Regions from separate parts of the Mus musculus genome. Here all the other regions are linked to region 1. Evidence: chromatin contacts called from public Hi-C and promoter capture Hi-C data. All regions are on one chromosome and are shown on one strand. The core of a region is the stretch at or near the end of the contact, and the rest is flanking DNA. Distances in the headings are between cores, read along the strand shown.

Region 1 (4,261 bases), core at 950-3,449:
TTAAAAGACGGAAAAGCTTGTGCTGGAATAATATGGTGTATGGGTATAACCAAATACCTACTATGTAGTACAGTAACTTCAAGTACTTGCTACACTGTGGCTATGTACTCTGAATGATAAGTTTTTTCCCTTTCCTTTTAAAGACGGCGCACTTTCTTGGGAGTTGATGGAGCCAGCCAATACTTAGAAAGAGGATGGATCAGATTTTAAACAGGTAAAAACAGATAGAATGTTAGAGTTTTACTGCTGTGAACAGACACCGTGACCAAGGCAACAATATAAAGACAACATTTAATTGGGGCTGGCTTACAGGTTCAGAGGTTCAGTCCATTATCATCAAGGCAGGAGCATGACAGCATCCAGGCAGGCATGGTGCAGGAGGAGCTGAGAATTCTACCTCTTCATCTGAAGACTGCTAAGAGAATACTGACTTCCAGGAAGCTAGGGAGAGTGTTTTAAAGCCCACCCCCACAGTGACACACCTACTCCAAGGCCACATCTCCAAATAGTGCCACTCCCTGGGCCAAACTTATTCAAACCACTACAGTATGCTTAATCATTTGTTCTTAACTGAATGACCAAGCAAGTTGTGTTTGTTTGTGTGCAGGAGTGTACAGACAGAGGCCAGAGACCATTAGGTATCCTGCTCTGTCACTCTCCTTACTCCTTACTGAACCGGAAGTGTCTGGCAAGTAGCAAGACAGATCCTTCCATCTCTGCCTCTCATCGTGCTGGGGTTGCAAATGTGCACATGACCAAGCCCAGCTTTTTACATGGGCGCTAGGGATCTAAACTCAGGACCTCATGCTTGCACAGCAAGGACTTTTGTCCACTAAGTTATCTCTCCTGTTCCAGCAGTGGGTTTCTCAGTGACTAGAAGTGTTTGATGCCAGGAGTTTTTTAGAATCCGACCAGATCACAAAATGTCCATCTTAATTTTAGTCATAAGACTTTGTAGACAAAGTTAAAAGAGAAGGATGAAACACAGTGACTACATGAGAAAAAAATATTTCCTTGCCTCATTTGATAAAAATGCTAACAATGCAATTGTGGCTACAGAAGCCTTAAGTCTCGTGTTAATCTAAATATAAATCAGGATCCTGGCCAATTTTTCAATTTTATGGGAGCTTCAATACCCATAAAACAAAAACCCATGGTTAGCATCTGTGGAGGTCTTATGTGTCACAGGCTGAACTGATTTGTTTGAGAATGTATGTATACTGGGTGTAAACATACAGCCGAGGCACTCACATGGTTTTATGGCTTTGTTTTTGTTTTTTTCTTCCCATAAAAAAAGTGAGGGCCAGGGAGATGAATAACCTGGTCTACAACTTCTAACTGCAAGAATGAAGCTCTAGTTTACGGACAAAAACGATCTAGGAATCCAACGGGGCGCCAAGCTACACTGCCTGATTTTAGAAAGGGCTACTGGAAAATGCTTGCTTAAACACTGGAAGAAATGGTGCAGTCAGCTTTCGCTTCAGGGCGGGGCAGTGGGGAAGTCTGGCAGCCTTGCCAGGGCTGGGTTCTCCCTCTTCTAGACATCCCCGCCCTCTCCGCTCTGTTCTCTTCCCTTCTCTGTTCCTTCGCGCCACTGTCACGACTCCAAGCCACAAGCCTGTTCAAGGCTGGCGTCCACACTACGGCAACAAGAACCAGGAAACGTGCCCTCCCCCGGTCCGAAGTCGCGTCCGGCGTGACGTAACCTGCGCGCCCGCAGTCTTTGGGCTAGGGGGCGGGGCCGCTGAAGCTGACTGGACAGGGGCGGGGACTGCCGGGCTGTCTGGGGGGCGGGGCTCTGGGCAGACCACCCAGGCCTAGGGTATGGATTGTCAACTGGGGGAGGAGGCAGAATGGACGCCGGGTGGACGAACTGAGAGCTGAGCTTGACCGGTTGACTCACTGAGTGATGGGGAGGATGTCACCTAGTTGGTGGACAAGCTGGGGGCCTAGAGTCTCCAGGATGGGGTCCAGGGTACCCGGAGCGGTTCCTGTCTACCGGGATGCGCTGCCAGGTTCGCTACCCAGGGGCGGAGCTTGACTGGGATCTCGCCTAGCTAATTGCTCAAAGGGCAGCTCTAGGTGGTCAATAGGTCGGGGGTGGAGTCTGACTGGCTGACGGGCAGGAGGCGGGGCCTGCCGGTTGGCCAGCCGTGGGATGGGCTTGTTTGGCCAGCAGTGGGCGTGGCCTGGCTGGCTGACCGGCCGGGGGCGGGGCCTGGGCCGCGGCCGCAATCCGGGCCTCCAGGACTCTCGCTGCCAGCGCCGTCCGGTGGCCTGGGTCACTCCCCTCCGTCGGGGCCGAGTGCTGTGACAGCCGCGGCCTTGAGCCGAGGGGCAGCGCAGCTTCTTAAGTTGGGCTTGCTGTGGGGCACGATGCTGGGGTCTGTGCGTGCGGTGTGAGGCGGCGGCTCTGGGCGGCGGGCCGAGCCGGGGCCGCTCATGGTGCCGCCACGACTCCATCGAGGGGCAGGAAGGCCAGGTAGGCGGTGGGCCGGCGTCCGCGGCCAGGGAGGACGGGTCAGAGTTCTCACGCCCCTCACGAGGCAAGAGGCTGGGTTTTCCTCATGTCTTTCCCTCGCCAAGGGGCGGCTTCCCTGTGCCAGCTGTTTTCTGTCGTGACTGGGCGGGTGGGGAGCGAGGATGATCCTGGTTCTCACGTGAGGGGAGTGGACCCTCGCACATCACTTCCTGTCAGCGAGCTGAATCCCCTGGAGATGGGGGGGTAAGGACACGCGTGTCTAGACTGCCAGGGGCGGATGTCCTGAAGGGAGAATCTAGAGAGTTCTGTTTATGAGACTTCGAGGATCCGTTTACAGCACTCTTCAATGTGCCATATGTGGAATCTTCTTCTCTCTCTCTCGTTTTTTTTACCCGCCTGGTACCCAGGACCTCTTTGAGTATAACCTTTTATTTTTGGGGGGCTGGGAGGTGTCAGGTCGGGGACAGGTCTTAGGTATCCGAGACTGGTCTCAAAAATCACTTTGTAGCCAAGGGTAACCTTGAACTTCTGTCTTCTGCCTTACAGGCATGCACCAGCACACCAGGCTTATGGCCTGGTTCCGCACTCTACTAGCTGAGCGACACCGCTAGCATGGGATTTCTTGTTTGTATTTGTTTTGCTGTTGTTATTATTTTGTGACACAGTCTCATATGGCCCATGCTGGCCTTGAACTCAGTATGTATTCTGACTGACTTTGATCTTCTGATTCTCTGGTTTCCCCTCCCCCCACACCCCACACTTTCCAAGTGCTAGGATTATAGACACGTGCCACTGTGCCCAGTTTGGGAAGTGTTTGGGATGCAACCCAAGAACTCATGCATGCTAGGCAAGCATTGCACTACTAAGCTACATGTCCCCAGGGTGGCTTCTGTTGCATACATTTTGATAGTCCTTGAAGGTGAAGAGTGGAAAAGATGTGATTTTACACTTGAACTTTCCCTAAGCGTTATTTCTGTGGTGCTGTTTTAGGTGGGCTGAGTTCTTTACCTCCATTTGGACTGGGCTCTGCCCGCTTTGCAGGCATTGCATTTGAGGATCTCAGAGAAGCCCTTGCAACAAGGTAAATTCTCATGTTATCAGTAAAAAGCAGAGACTACTAGCAAATGTCTCTTGTTTCCTTGGGCTGGATTTCTAATTTTTATGTGGTTCTTCTCAAAGAGGCTCTAATGAGATCTCTGTTTTCTAAACTAACAGACTGCAAATGGTTTATGTGTTTATCATGAACCGTGTGAATTCCCAGAGCAGTGGTTTCAGTCAGCGCAGGCGAATGGCCCTGGGGATAGTGATTCTCCTGCTGGTTGATGTGATATGGGTGGCATCCTCAGAACTCACCTCGGTATGTATTTCTCCACCAATGATGTTGCACTGTGATAGAATTAACATGGACCTAGAGGATTTTGCTAATGATGTAGGATAACATATAGTGTCAAGCTATAGTATTTTCATGCTTCTAACATCAGTATTTTAAATATTGTTGAATTCTTTGTTTTTCTTTGGTACTGAATTAGTGTCATTTAAAGTAAAAATTGACAGGATGCTCTTTGTTGTTTTCTGAAGGTACAAAAACTTTGTGTGTATGTGTGTCTATATATGCACATGTGTGCACACGTGCCTGTGGAGGCCAGAAGGGGGCATCTGAGTCCTTGGAACTTAGATAATTGTTAGTCCTGTAACGTGGGTACTGGGGACTAAACTCTGAAGGAATACTAAGCTCTTTGAATCATGGAGCCATTTCTACAGTCCTACCTACAGCTTTCT
Region 2 (4,261 bases), core at 1,295-3,794, 2.5 Mb after region 1:
GGTCATTCTGCAGAGGGCCAAGAATAATGGGCCAGTGGTTCACTTGCTGCTTTTGCGGAGGACTCAGGTTAGATTTGTAGCACCTAGAAGGTGGCTCACAACCATTTGGAACTTCTGTTTCAGGAGATCCAATGACTTCTTATAGGCATGTACATGGTGCACATACATGCACGCACTCAGACACATAAAATAAATAAACCTTTAAGAAAAAAACAAAACAGAACAAAAAGTAACACCTTTTTGCTAGGCATGGTGGTGACAGCCTTTAATCCCAGCATCCCGGTGGCAGGGGAAGGCTGAACTTTTTGAGATTCCTAAACATTTGAGAAGCAATGGTTTAGAGTTGAAAGTGAGGCTGGAACACAGTGACAAAGCACATTATCCAGCAAATGCAAGGCTCTCGGTTTGTCTCCAGCACTCAAAAAAATAAAAGACATACTAAACACCCTTAGCCCTTTTGGGGCTCAGATTAAATATTCAGTAATATGATTGTCATTATTACTACATATTGACTTCTACTCTGGAAGGACTTATGAAAAAAATCCCAACTAAGCATTTATGGACAATGCTAAGTTATCACTTGAAACTCTAACTCCTAGATGGGGATGATGCCTTCTGTTTAATATTCATATAGCACACACACACACTTGCACACACACACGTGAAAGTATTATATTGAAAAGCAAAAACATTTATTTTCTTTAAAAAAGTAAGAGTGTTTTGTCTGCTTGGAAGTTGCAGATATATTTCTGTCTCTGGGATTGCACTAGTTAGGACTCTCATCCACATAGTATATAAAACACCTCTTAACAGTTCTGGACACAGACTTAATACTTCAATAAAAATAATGAAAATAGAAAGGAATGGTTTTTAAATCTAAAAGTAGAAAGCAAAGAGGAAACCAAATCAACACACAAAACATAACTATGAAGATGCTAAATTTGGAGATATTAAAAAGACCAAGTAACATAAATTTTGCTTAATCTTTCTAACTCGTTTTAAACAAAACTTACCTTTCTGTGCACTCTTCAATCCTTTAAGCCTAGTATATTTACCACTAGTGTAAGTGCTCAATAAATATTTATGAGAAAAGTAGTAAGACAAAGTCTCCATAAAAATGATGGAGGAGACTTTTTTTTTTTTAAGATCCTGTTCAAAGGCAACTTCTGACTTCTGGGGACTATTTGTATAAATGGGAGGAATTAGTTCAGAATTTCCAATACCTTCCAGGACATGAACCTATGCTGCTTCACAGACAGTAGCTAAAGGCAAATTAAAGCATCCTCTACAAACTCAAGAGTGAACAGATCTGATAAACACTGGCTCTGCAAGACTAAGTAGCAAAGTAGAAAATTACATTACAGGCTCGAGAATTACACCCATGCCATTTCATATTTCTGGATGGGTTTTTTTAGGGGGAGGGGGCAGTGCGGGGGGGGGGGTTATTTTAGACAAGGTGAATTCTGTAGTCCCAGCTGTTTTAAAACTCACTCTGTAGCCCAGGCTATGAACTCGCGGCGACCTTTCAGCTTCCAGCTGTTACAGGCATCAGCCACCACGCCCGACTGTTACCCACTATTTTCTTATAGCGCAATTAAAGTGCAGTCAATTTCCCATCTCTTGCCCTATACAGTCCGCCAAAATGCAGCACTAGCTTCATAATCTTCAACTCCCGCCAAACTTTTTGCAAGCGTCTTCAACTAAGCGGAAGTGACGTTAAACGGATGACCTAGACTTGGAAGAGTTCAAATACCAGCACTCTAAAACATTGTAATGTGTTGAGAAAATTCCCAACCCTGTTATATTCTCCTTCCTTTAGCGATGCGAAAAGACCTGACTAGAACCTTGCGACTTCATTCTCAACTCCAAATTATTCAAAAATTTCCTCTTACTCATCTAGACAAGGAGGTTACACCGTAACCTCTCAAGAACTACAATTCCCATGAAACACTACCGGAAGCAAAATGAGGAAAACAGGGTCTCAAAGCATCTTGGGAACTGTAGTCGCAGGAGCCAAAGTGCTCAGAAGCCCTGCCTCCACCACTAAGACTGGAGGAACCAGGTGTTCAGCCTGGAACCCGTTACCGCTAAGGGGCGGAGCCACATCCTTAAAGCCTTCCTCTCATCTTCCCACATGAACGACAAAATTGTCCTTTCATCCTTAAAAAGCTCTATAATCATTCCCTGAAGAAAGAGAGTTGTCTACCACATCTCCAGTGATTAAAATCGCCCGGAACTCGCCCACCTCAGGATTCTACTCGTGGGAAAGGTGGCTCTTTCACAAGTGGGCAAAATGGCTGTCCTCCTAGCTTTATCATTGGTTGACTCTTACGTCGTTCAGGGACGACAACTTGCCCGGGATTGGTTCTTTTTCTTTTGTGGGTGGAGATAGACTTAGTCCCGTTCTCCCGCTGTCCCGCAGTGATAATGGGGGTGGAGCGAAAGTGGTTTTCAAACGCTGATTGGATAATTTGTATGTCACTTAATGTTGACCTAGCGTATGAGGTAGGCTGCTTTCCGTCAACGCGACGGAGAGGCGGGGCCAGTGCGTGGTGGGAAGGGGCGGGATTCTGCCGCCGCGGCTGCCGCTGGAGCCGGTGTCCGGGCTGGTGATGGGGTTAATTCCCTTCCGTGAGACTCTACCTTGCAACCAGCCGGCCCCGCCGTCGCCCCGCTGTGCCGCGCTCCCGCCACCTCCTCCTGCTCCTTCTCAGTAACGCGGGTAAGAGATGCTGTCCCCTCCCCCGCGGCGCCCCGGGAATAACGCGCTCGCTCCCCTCCCCCGCCCGCCAACCGGTAGCGCTAACGGAGCGGGAGAGTGAGGCAGCCGGGGAGCTAAGCGCTGAGGAGACGGCGTCCCTCCCCTCTCCTCCGGCCCGCCAGGGGCCGTCGGGTTCTGAGGCGAGCCCTCTAGTCGCCTCCACCGCGCGGTGCCCGCCGCTTCGCTGGGGGCCATGTGCAGCGCCAACCCCTTGAGGCCTAGCGGGGGAGCTGGGGACAGGTTCCCGAGCGTCCCTGCTGCAGCTGCTGCTCTTGCGAGCCCTGGAGATCCGGGGAGGACGGAGGGGAAAAGCAACATAGTCAGGCCAGGCTGGAGCAGGGACCGTTCGCGGAACTGTTCTCCGGGGCCTGGACCAGATGCCCGGGGCTGATACCCCCGCTCCGGGGAATTGTCACACACACCAAAAGGGAAACAGCACGTCGTGCCCGTACTGCCCGTACTGCTAGAAAAAACACAGTGGGGAAATTAGCAAGAAAGTTGAATGACTGTCAGAGCCTTGGTCGTTGATGGACGAACCTACGGGGGACGTTATGATGTAAATCCCCCTCCCCCCTTTCCATCCCTGTATATTAGAAGTTTTTTTTTTTTTCTTCTTGTGGTTATGTACCAGAGATTGTCACTGTTGTCTGAAGTTGCTTTTAAGGAGAAACAAAATTGGGTTTGGCTGTTGTGACTTCTGTGAATTGGGTCCTGAGAGAGCAAGTCCCCTAAACTAGTTAGAGGTGAAGAGGTATCTTCCAAAGCAGTGCTGCTTACTAAATAATAAGGTGCATTTCTGAAGAGGTAAAAATAGAATTTCTAGCATGAATGAATACACACAAACACACATATCCCACTCCTAAGGTTATAGTTTGGCTGGGTCACGTTAAAGAATCTCATACCATACTCCCCTTTATTTTAGATTTTTTCCCTGGACAGGGTCTCTCTGTGTAGCCCTGGCTGTCCTGGTACTCACAATGTAGACCAGGCTGGCCTTGAGCTCACAGAATCCACCTGTCTCTGCCTCCCAAGAGCTGGGATCAAAGGTGTGGCCCCCCATCGCCCAGCTAAAGAAACCTCTTAAATTTAAATGTCATTGATTCCAAGAGCATCGAGTCATAAAAAGATGAAATCAACCTCGAAGCCCCTTCCTTATAATACTTGAATCAGTAGAGTTCATGTAGCTACCCATTTAACTGAAGAAATATCATTCTCTTCAGATTTTATGTCTTTATATTTTAGGGGATTGTCTTATAATTGTATCAGATTTTGATAGTGTGCCCATCTTTTCAAATTCCACTCTGCTTTTTCAGCCTAGGAGAATATGACTTTAGTGGACCCTGTAATCTATAATAGGCATGGCTACAGACCACCCCATTTCTAAGATTTATTTGTTTTAGAGAGAACACTGGTTCTGAATAAACAACCTATGCTTTGACTAATAGACTATTTCTTCTGGGTCACAGAAGTACCTTAGGAATCTGCCATGTTCTCAAAATA
Region 3 (4,261 bases), core at 649-3,148, 2.2 Mb after region 1:
CAGACTTGCCTTGTCCTTAATCTTATATGGAAGCCACCTTAACATCAAGTGCCATGCTGGCTGTTGTCTTCTGTAGATGTTATAAAGTTGAAAAGCTCTCCTCCATTTCTACTTTTCTCTTTTTTATCATTAGGACTGAGTGTTGTAGAAAGGCACTTATAGAATGTTACTTTAAATCAATCTAGGAACATCTAGGTAACAAGATGAGAGATCTTGTTATATCTATAACAAGGTATTATTTAGGTGGCTGTTCACAATAACCACCTACAATAATCAAAACACTAGCATAGCACAATAGAGCAGGCAGTAGGCTGAGGCAGGAACCCCCAAATCCTGACAAATGAAAGCCTCAAGTTTTAATCACAAACACACTAGCCCTTTTATTTATTTTCATTTTAAGGAATTTTTAGATAGGGTCATTTTCTTTACAGCTGTTTATTGTGCATGAGTGTGCACACGCATGTGTGCCACTGAGCACGTGTGAAGGTTAGAGGACAATTTGTAGCATTTGGGTCTTTCCCTCTACCATATAGGTGGGGAGTGAACTCAAGTTGTCCGGCTTGGCAGCGTTGCCTTTAGCTGGTCGGCCATTTCAACAGCCCTCGTTGGCTTTTTAAAAGCCAGTTTTCGATAACTGACTGCAGTCTTCAGAAAATACTTAAAAACTAAAGTGTAATTTGGTCATATACAATAGGCATTAACTCAGAGGCAGATAACATGTAAACAAATGAGTGGTGCTTCCTTACAAAAAGATGGAAATAAATCATCAGTTATAAGAGACCTTACTTTATAAAATCCTAAACAATTTTTTTCTTAGCTTCTCTTGCACTCATTTGTTAGACTGTTGGCCTAGTATGCCTAAGGCCCTCTGCTCCAGCACTTCAACCAAGATGCGGCACACCAGCCTATAATCCCTGCACTTTGTTTCTGGACAACCTGAGTTACAGCGTTCTGCTTCTCCCCAACCATCCCCCAATCTCAACCCGCAGAAACCACACAGACCTTCAAAACCATACACCCCATCTGGATGGAAGGCCTAGAGAGTCATGACCTCCAATTATTAACTTCATATTGTTTGACAGGTAACTTAATAAGAAAGATATCTGCAGAGTGATGCCACTGGCCTTGTAATCCCAGCACTTCCGAGGGGGAAGCAAGAGGACAGTAAATCCAAGGTCATTCTTGGCTACAAGAGTGAACACAAAGCCAGTCTGGGACACATGGCACATCGTTTTAAAACAACCCATACCCCTTGAGTGGCTTTAGGTTTAAAGTAACGTTTTAAAGGCGCATGCTCCCCAACATCTACTAGCGATTTAAAAAACAAAACCAAAAAACCCAGAAGACACTGTTAGTTCACTGCTAGAATTAGCGTTCTTTCCTAGCTAACTCCTCCGGAGGGTAGCCATTCGTGGACACAGGAGTCAACAAAGCTAAGAAAATACACCCACCAACATGTAAGAAAATGGAAGCTACAGCACGAAGCCGAGACTAGAAAAGCCTTTTCTGACTTTAACGCACCCGCAAACTCACAGACCACAAAATAAACCGTTTAGTTGAAAGCTAACGTCCAAGCCCTATTAGGCAGCCTCAGGACCTCTTCCCTGTTCGCCCCGCCCCTTCCCCTTAGCCCCTCCCAGATCCAGCATGCACCGCGTCGACCTTTTCTTTCCGAGTGACCCCCACTTTACGGCGTCTCCCAATGACAAGAGGCGCAGAGCATTGTGGTCCCGCGGGTCCGAGAGAGAGAAAGGGGAGGGAGGCCGGAAAGAGAAAGCAAAAGACCAGCGCGAGCCGGCAGGGCGGGTCCCTGCGCGTGCGCGTGGGTAGCAGCAGGCCCGGAAAAGGCGTGGCCCACCCTACGGAGAGCACATTGGGGCGGGGCCTCGACACATTGGCGCGGAGTCCCGGAGGCAGGCGGGGAGGGGGCGGGCTCAGGGCGCGGGCGGAGGAGGAAGTGTCATGGCGTCGGGCCGTGGAGCTTCTTCTCGCTGGTTCTTTACTCGGGAACAGCTGGAGAACACGCCGAGCCGCCGCTGCGGAGTGGAAGCGGATGAAGAGCTGTCGCATCGCCAGCAGGCGGCCAACCTCATCCAGGACATGGGGCAACGTCTCAATGTGTATCCTTTTTCTAGTTGCGGCCCTGCGTCCCACACGCCCTGGTCGCGCTCGCCGGGTGACCGGGCCTAGTGTCCCGGGAACATGGCGCCGCTCCCTTTGCCGTCTTTTGATCTCGGGAAAGACACAGAGAAAGCTAGGGCCCGAGCTGCCGTGGCGAGCCGGAGAAAGAGGAGATGTGCCGGGGAAGGCGGGCCGGGAGCCCGCGTTGTATAACCTGTGTTTGGGAGCGCGTGATGCGGGAGGGAATAGCAGTGCTTCCCTGGCGAGAGAGGAGGAATCCGGGATGAGCAAAGCCAAGGGGCGGCCCCTTCCACTTTCGGAAGTCAGAAAAGGCCTTGAGACGTAGAGAGGTCGCAGATGTTCCACGGAAAGTGTTTTCCGAGGCTTCCGTGCCGGCTCCAGGGCGGCTCTGTTGCGCCGGGGGAACGCACGTAGATGTTTCATGTTCTTTGGGTGTGTGGCGCGCGCCTTTCGACTACTTTATTTCTACTGTACTAAGCTGTAACCTAATTGCAAATAATTCCTGGGCTCTCCCTACGTAGCGTATTAGAATAATTTGGCATCCAGACTGATTTCTCTTCTCCCCGCAGACTTTCTGCATACTTTCAGGTTGAGGATTGGATTTGAGTAAATGGAAAGGGGATTTTTCCATTCAAATTGATTTAGTTTTTGGAAACATTTTGCTTAGATTATTTTCTAAACGTTGCATCCCAGCTCTCAGCTTACAATAAACACTGCGATTGTTTATATGCACAGGTTTTATATGCACCATTCCTTCACCAAATTCAACAGAAATGTAAGTACTGTTTTATTGTTTTAGACGCCGAATGTTAAAATGAGTAGATAATGCGAAAACAAGTTAGTTGATCGTTGTTTTTACTTATAAATTGAGCGTTCTACGTTTACTATAAATGTGAGTTATGCAATAAACGTTTTGCCTCGTGCAGAGGAGTGTGTGTGAGAGAGAATTTTATTAATTAAGCTGTAAAGCACAGTGTTAGCCTTTTGTTGTTGGATTTGTTGGGGAGGGGGGTGTTGTTTTGTTTTGAGACAGGGTCTCACTTGTAAGTCTGGCTGTCCTGGACCTAAATATGTAGACCAGGCTGGCCTTGAACTCAAAAGAGATATCTACTACCTCTGACTCCCCAGTGCTTGGGATTAAGTAATGTGCCACCAAGCCTGGCGGAGAAACAAACAAAATGTTTCTTAACTCAAAAAGCGATAGTGTTTTGCTCATGTAAAATTTGCAGTTGGGGTGATTTATATTAGAATAATTTAAGTACTCAAAACAGAATAGTTTGTTTGGGCAAGTGTAGTCCTTGGGAAGGATACATTTAATTGTGTAGGGTTCTTTGTTTCAAATGGTATGAATTGAGTCTTGCTTTGAAGTAATACTTTAATTTCTCTTTATAATTTGCCTTTTATTAGAATTTTTATAGTGTTATTCTGAAAGGCACATGTAGGACTAGGCCATGTAAGGACTTAATGTTCTTTGTGGATAGTTTGTGGAGTTTAGGCTCCCAATTGCTAAGGAAACAGTTTTAGAAAAGTTTCTTACATTTTTTGCTTTTGAAATGGCAGAAATGTTATAGTTTAGATTAATTCCTGCTTTAAATTCAGTTGATCTTAAGTCTAACCTGGTTTATCAAATTTGCAAGTTGTTTTTGTCTGAGACAGTGGTTTGTTTTTGTTTTTTTTTTTTGTTTTTTTATAACTGTGGGTTTTGCAGTCCCTGTTCTTTTAATCTGTTTTAATCTGTTTTGAGTCTTGCTCTTTCTGGATTATTTTGTATCATTCTTAGGTCAATAGTGGTGTTGTAGAGAAGAAAAGAACCTATTTATAATGCTTATGCTAAGAGAATCCAGTTTTAATTTCAGTTCTCTAAAAGTAGCAGTGAATTAGTGAGCACTAAGTAACCTTGGCTTTTTCACAGTAGTCCTGGATCATGCTGGTAGAAAGTACAAGTCAAAATCGTTGTGGAAATTCTTTGCAGAGCCGTAGATGTCCTATTTTTGCGAATGGGTTTGCTTTTCTATTTTCAGTATAAGATCTCGCCACATGCCTTGCTTTTTAAGCCCTTCCTTTATTTGTTTTTGTGTCCTGGTTTGTTTGCTTTAAGCAAACATCCTTCTCAATGGTA
Region 4 (4,261 bases), core at 1,255-3,754, 2.2 Mb after region 1:
AGGCTGTATACAATGACCTGTTATTACAGGAGTGCATCATCACCTCGTTCAACCTTATAGCCTCAGCACAGAGTAGCTCTCCATACATGTTTGTTAAATGCGTGCATAAGTGAGTGAGTGAATGGATAGATGAATGAATGAATGAATGAGTGAATGAATGAAATGAAAAGTCAATATGGACAAAACATAACCTGAATGGTGAATGACTTCTACAAGATGAAACTTCTTCCAACATTTTCAACAGAGTTCTTAGTAAGTGCTTGCTAAATAAGCATGTAAGAATAAATGAAAAGATATGTGGTTGGTGAATAAAAAAACCAAAGGTGAAGAACAAAATGTAGCCCGAACAGAGAAAAGACAGCACAAATGAAGATGAAACTTCCCTGGTCTGGAGAAATGGCTTGGCGATTAGGAACACTAGCTGCTCTTCCAGAGGACCCGGGTTCAATTCCCAGTATGCACACTGTAGCTCACAAGCATCTGTAACTCTAGTTCCAGGGGATTCAATGCCCCATAACCATCCATAACTCAAGTTTCAATGCCCCTTTCTTATCTCTGGGGACACCAGACAAGCATGTAGTGCATAGACATACATGTAGGCAGAACACTTATGCATTTAAAATAATTTAGAAAGACAAGAAAAGAGAAACTTCCCCTACCATGTATGTTTTCAACATGTTAAATTTTCATGAGCAAGCTAATTTTTAAATATGATTTATCCCAGCATGGTGATGCATGCCTTTAATCCCAGCACTTGAGAGGCAAAGGCAAGTGGATCTCTGTGAGTTCAAGGTCAACCTAGTCTACAAAGTGAGTTCCAGAACAGCCAGAGCTTTTACACAGAAAAAGCTTGTCTCAAATAAATAAATAAATAAATAAATAAATAAATAAATAAATAAATGACCTGGAAATAGTTAACTGGATCAGAAAACAAACCCAAAAGGCAGTAAAGTGAGTTACTTTTGGGGTAATAAGACCAAATATAAGAAGATATGAATTGGAGATAAATCATTTTTCTTTAAAACTCCCCTGAATTATTTTATGTCTAAATACACACTAGTTGTTTTTTAATAGAATGCATCTTAATAGATTTTAAATATCAAAACACAAAATTAGTCAATATTTTTCCCTGAAGGCAGGGTCCCATGTACAGGCCAGCCTTGAACTTGCTATGAACCCAAAAGTGACCTTGAACTTCTGATCTGCCTGCCATTGTTTCCAAGGCACCATAATTATTAGTGTGCACTGCCACACCCACTCCAGTGGAGACTGTGTGGCATGCCCAAAAGCTTGGACGCAGTCCTGAGACATGTAGAGAAACCCTGTCTCGAAAAACCAAAAAAAAAAAAAAAGTTTTTTCACGGAAACTTAGTCTCCTGGAGCCTTGGCATCCCCATAGCACGAATGCTCCAAATTTGTCCCTGCGATAGTGTGGAGGGTCTTGCATGCTTTCTTACAGTATTTTACTAGATAGGAGCTGGAAATCTCAAGGCAAGCTTAGCAAAGTAAACTTAGAATCCTCATTACAGTCAGGTATGGCAGACTACATTACATATTAGAAGAAAGTTGGTGAGTTCTTCTGACAAATAGAGATTCCCTACAGACTCTTTAAAAAGAAGCCAAGTTACTACCATATACAAGAATTTACAGTGGCCTAGGGAGAAGGAGGGTTGTGGTTTAAGGAGGAACTACAGTATTTCATTATTATTGAAAAGGTCATCAAGAGCAGAACCCCCCAGGTGCAAACTTTCACAAGGCTCAGAAGAATAGCATAAATTGTGACTAGGGTGTAAAATCCTCAACTAGCTCCTGTCAATAGCTGACTTTAGATAGGGCTGATCTTATCTCAATTATAAACACTGCCTGGTTCCTGCCAGTCTTTATGTATGCATTTCTCTGTTTTGTGTCAGATAACTTCAATGTGCCTTGGCTGATGTGTCACCTAACGCCTTTGTTTCCTTCTATAATATAAGTCTAATGCTCACTTTGAGAAATTACATTCAGATACAGCACTATCTCTGGTGTTTGTGTCTGTTTGTCACCCCGCTGACTCCTTGTCCACCTGAATACCAAAATCCTGATTCCCCGGGGGCTGAGGGACCGACTGAGTCCAGTCTGGGGCAGTGCACCATGTCTGGTTAACGTGGTGCTGTGAATGGAGCTCAGGACTTCATTCACGTTAGTCAAGCCTTCTGCCGACTGAGCTACCTCCCCATCTCCAAATTAGTCAAGTTCTGAGCAACTATTGAATCAAGGCAGCATGCTGTACTTTTGACCTCTGGAGTTGAGTACATTCTTGTTTTCTGGTTGAAGTTTTTTTTTTTTTTCTTTTAAAAAATATTGTGCTGAGTCCTAGTTACCAAAGAATGCTGGCCCAAAGCCAAGTGGGCAAACAGAATCTTGAACTTTAATAGGGCAGTTGACATGAACCAACTGGGCTGGCCAGGCCTCCTGACGGGTACCTGAAGGTAGACATAAAGGGGCAGAAGAGTCAATGAACTCTGATTTTCACGCTGATCTCTCCATATCAGAATTTCCCTTTTTGTATGTACACGTGTCTCCTCTGGTCCTGTGGAGATGAAAATTGACATCCACACTCATATTCTACCAAAGGAATGGCCCGATCTAGAAAAGGTAATGGTAACTAATGTGCTGGATTCTTTCTGGACCACACCTCTGTTCATAGATTTCTCTCTTCATTGGAGATGGAATGGTATGGAATCCTTCTTCATTCTTGGGGGGGTGGGGATGATTCTTAAATTACTTGGTAGCTCTAATTTCCTACTATTTAAAGATGACTTTTATGTTCATCTCAACAGAACAATGGGTCAAAGAAATAAGGGCCTTCTCGGAGGTCTTCTTCTCCCCTCAAATTACACAGCCTTTCAAATTCCTGGATGATTTAAGTCAAGCAGCTTTGCTGACTTTTAAATAGTGTGCTCAGCTGCTGGAAGGACACCTGCCAACTACAGGATCGAAAGTCATGGTTGCAACTGAAAGACCATTAAAAAAATAAAACGTGGTCTTTTTCCAGAAGGTTTAAAATAGGTTCTAGAAGCGCCAGGAGATAGCTTTGTGAAATGTCTTTTCAGTCTATTTCAGGACTCTGTCTGAAACCTTTCCTGTCTGATCTTTAAGCTGTGAACCCTTGTTAGGGAAACCTGGGAAGCAGGTATCATAGAAATCCCTAGATTTCTAAGTGACATGAAATATTTGTACAATGGATGTCTATAAGAGTGCTCTCTGTAAAAAGAAACGAGGTGGGTTGGACCTGTGGGCATAGCTCATGATAATGTTTGCCTGTTATGCGGGAAGCCCTGGATTCCATCTGAAGCACTGAGAGGTGGGGAAAGTATTTTCTGTGTTTTACAAAGGATGGAAACTTCCCTTAAAGACTTATTGCTCTCTCTCTCTCTCTCTCTCTCTCTCTCTGTGTGTGTGTGTGTGTGTGTGTGTGTGTGTGTGTGTGTGTGTGTGTGTGTGTGTGTGTAGAGGGAAAGAGAAAAAGAGAAAGATTTGTAAACCAAGAGCATACTGTGTACTCACAGAGACCAGAGACATTGGGTGCCCTTGAACTGCAGTTTCAGGATGCTGGGAGCTCAGGTCCTCTGGAAGAGCAGCACACACGCTATTCTCTCTTCAGTCCACCTCCTTAAAAACTTTGAAAGTTGGTGTCAGAAGGCTGAGGAAGACAATAACATAGTGCATTCCAGACTGGAAGGGAAGGGAAGGAAAGAGGCAGGGAGGGAGGAAGGGAGGGATGGAGAGAATGAGAAAGAGAAAGAGGGAGAGGTACTGAAAAAGGAAGGGGGAACATGGAGAAAACTTGTAACTATCTAGAAGTTAATTTAGGTCAATATCTGGTTTTGCCCAGACTGTCATATTCTGGACTACTTTCACATTACTAGTAATTTACTTAATTTAAGGTGGGGAAAAAAAATGAATGAACTCAAACACGAATGAAAAAGTGGTTTGTTGTGCAAGCAGATTTTCTTTTCGCTGTTAAATCTTGTATGAAAATGCTGATAACCTCAGGCTTGAGTATACCTTAGGTGATGGGCACTTGCCTGCATGCACCAGGCCCTGGGTTCAGTCTCCAGCACTGCATAAAGGGTCCATGGCTGCTGTCCCAGCACAGGAAGTGGAAGTGGGAGGATCAGATGTTTAAGGTCATCCTCCATTATGCTAGAGTTTATGGTTTATATGAGACCCTGTCTCAAAGGAAAAAAAAAACCCACTTTTGATCTCAAGCCCTTCTTTG

Evidence for each region. Promoter capture Hi-C pulls out the DNA fragments that hold promoters and counts their contacts. A called contact is a pair of places that touch in the nucleus more often than the background predicts.
Region 2: a contact with region 1 is called in a Hi-C map of uterus, with 5 times the contacts expected there. The contact joins the promoter of R3hdm1 here to the promoter of Slc35f5 in region 1. A contact is called at or near these places in 3 of 39 promoter capture datasets (cranial neural crest, liver and pre-B cells), 1 of 484 Hi-C or Micro-C datasets (uterus) and 2 of 115 datasets of contacts at active chromatin or transcription factors (astrocytes and cardiomyocytes).
Region 3: a contact with region 1 is called in a Hi-C map of muscle stem cells, with 6 times the contacts expected there. The contact joins the promoter of Ccnt2 here to the promoter of Slc35f5 in region 1. A contact is called at or near these places in 4 of 39 promoter capture datasets (cranial neural crest, liver and pre-B cells), 6 of 484 Hi-C or Micro-C datasets (the G1E-ER4 cell line, LSK cells, cardiomyocytes and 3 more), 2 of 115 datasets of contacts at active chromatin or transcription factors (astrocytes and neural progenitor cells) and 2 of 9 other capture datasets (adipose tissue and liver).
Region 4: a promoter capture Hi-C map of liver shows a contact between it and region 1, with 4 times the contacts expected there. The contact joins the promoter of Acmsd here to the promoter of Slc35f5 in region 1. A contact is called at or near these places in 2 of 39 promoter capture datasets (hippocampal neurons and liver) and 1 of 115 datasets of contacts at active chromatin or transcription factors (astrocytes).

Annotation. Positions count from the first base shown.
Region 1 is chr1:125,558,803-125,563,063 of GRCm38.p6, forward strand. It overlaps Slc35f5 (solute carrier family 35, member F5), which reads left to right and starts at 2,200. Exons shown (of 16, transcript NM_028787.5): 1 at 2,200-2,482; 2 at 3,473-3,563; 3 at 3,698-3,839. The coding sequence starts at 2,443.
Region 2 is chr1:128,100,762-128,105,022 of GRCm38.p6, forward strand. It overlaps R3hdm1 (R3H domain containing 1), which reads left to right and starts at 2,545. Exons shown (of 27, transcript NM_181750.2): 1 at 2,545-2,722. Zranb3 (zinc finger, RAN-binding domain containing 3) reads right to left here and starts at 1,710. Exons shown (of 21, transcript NM_027678.3): 1 at 1,492-1,710. It also overlaps the pseudogene Gm29383.
Region 3 is chr1:127,772,266-127,776,526 of GRCm38.p6, forward strand. Ccnt2 (cyclin T2) reads left to right here and starts at 1,899. Exons shown (of 9, transcript NM_028399.1): 1 at 1,899-2,120; 2 at 2,836-2,917. The coding sequence starts at 1,963. It overlaps 2900009J06Rik (RIKEN cDNA 2900009J06 gene), which reads right to left and starts at 1,789. Exons shown (of 2, transcript NR_045298.1): 1 at 1,663-1,789.
Region 4 is chr1:127,726,909-127,731,169 of GRCm38.p6, forward strand. It overlaps Acmsd (amino carboxymuconate semialdehyde decarboxylase), which reads left to right and starts at 2,505. Exons shown (of 10, transcript NM_001033041.2): 1 at 2,505-2,634. The coding sequence starts at 2,578. Gm35993 (predicted gene, 35993) reads right to left here. Exons shown (of 4, transcript NR_168316.1): 3 at 3,547-3,682; 4 at 2,386-2,569.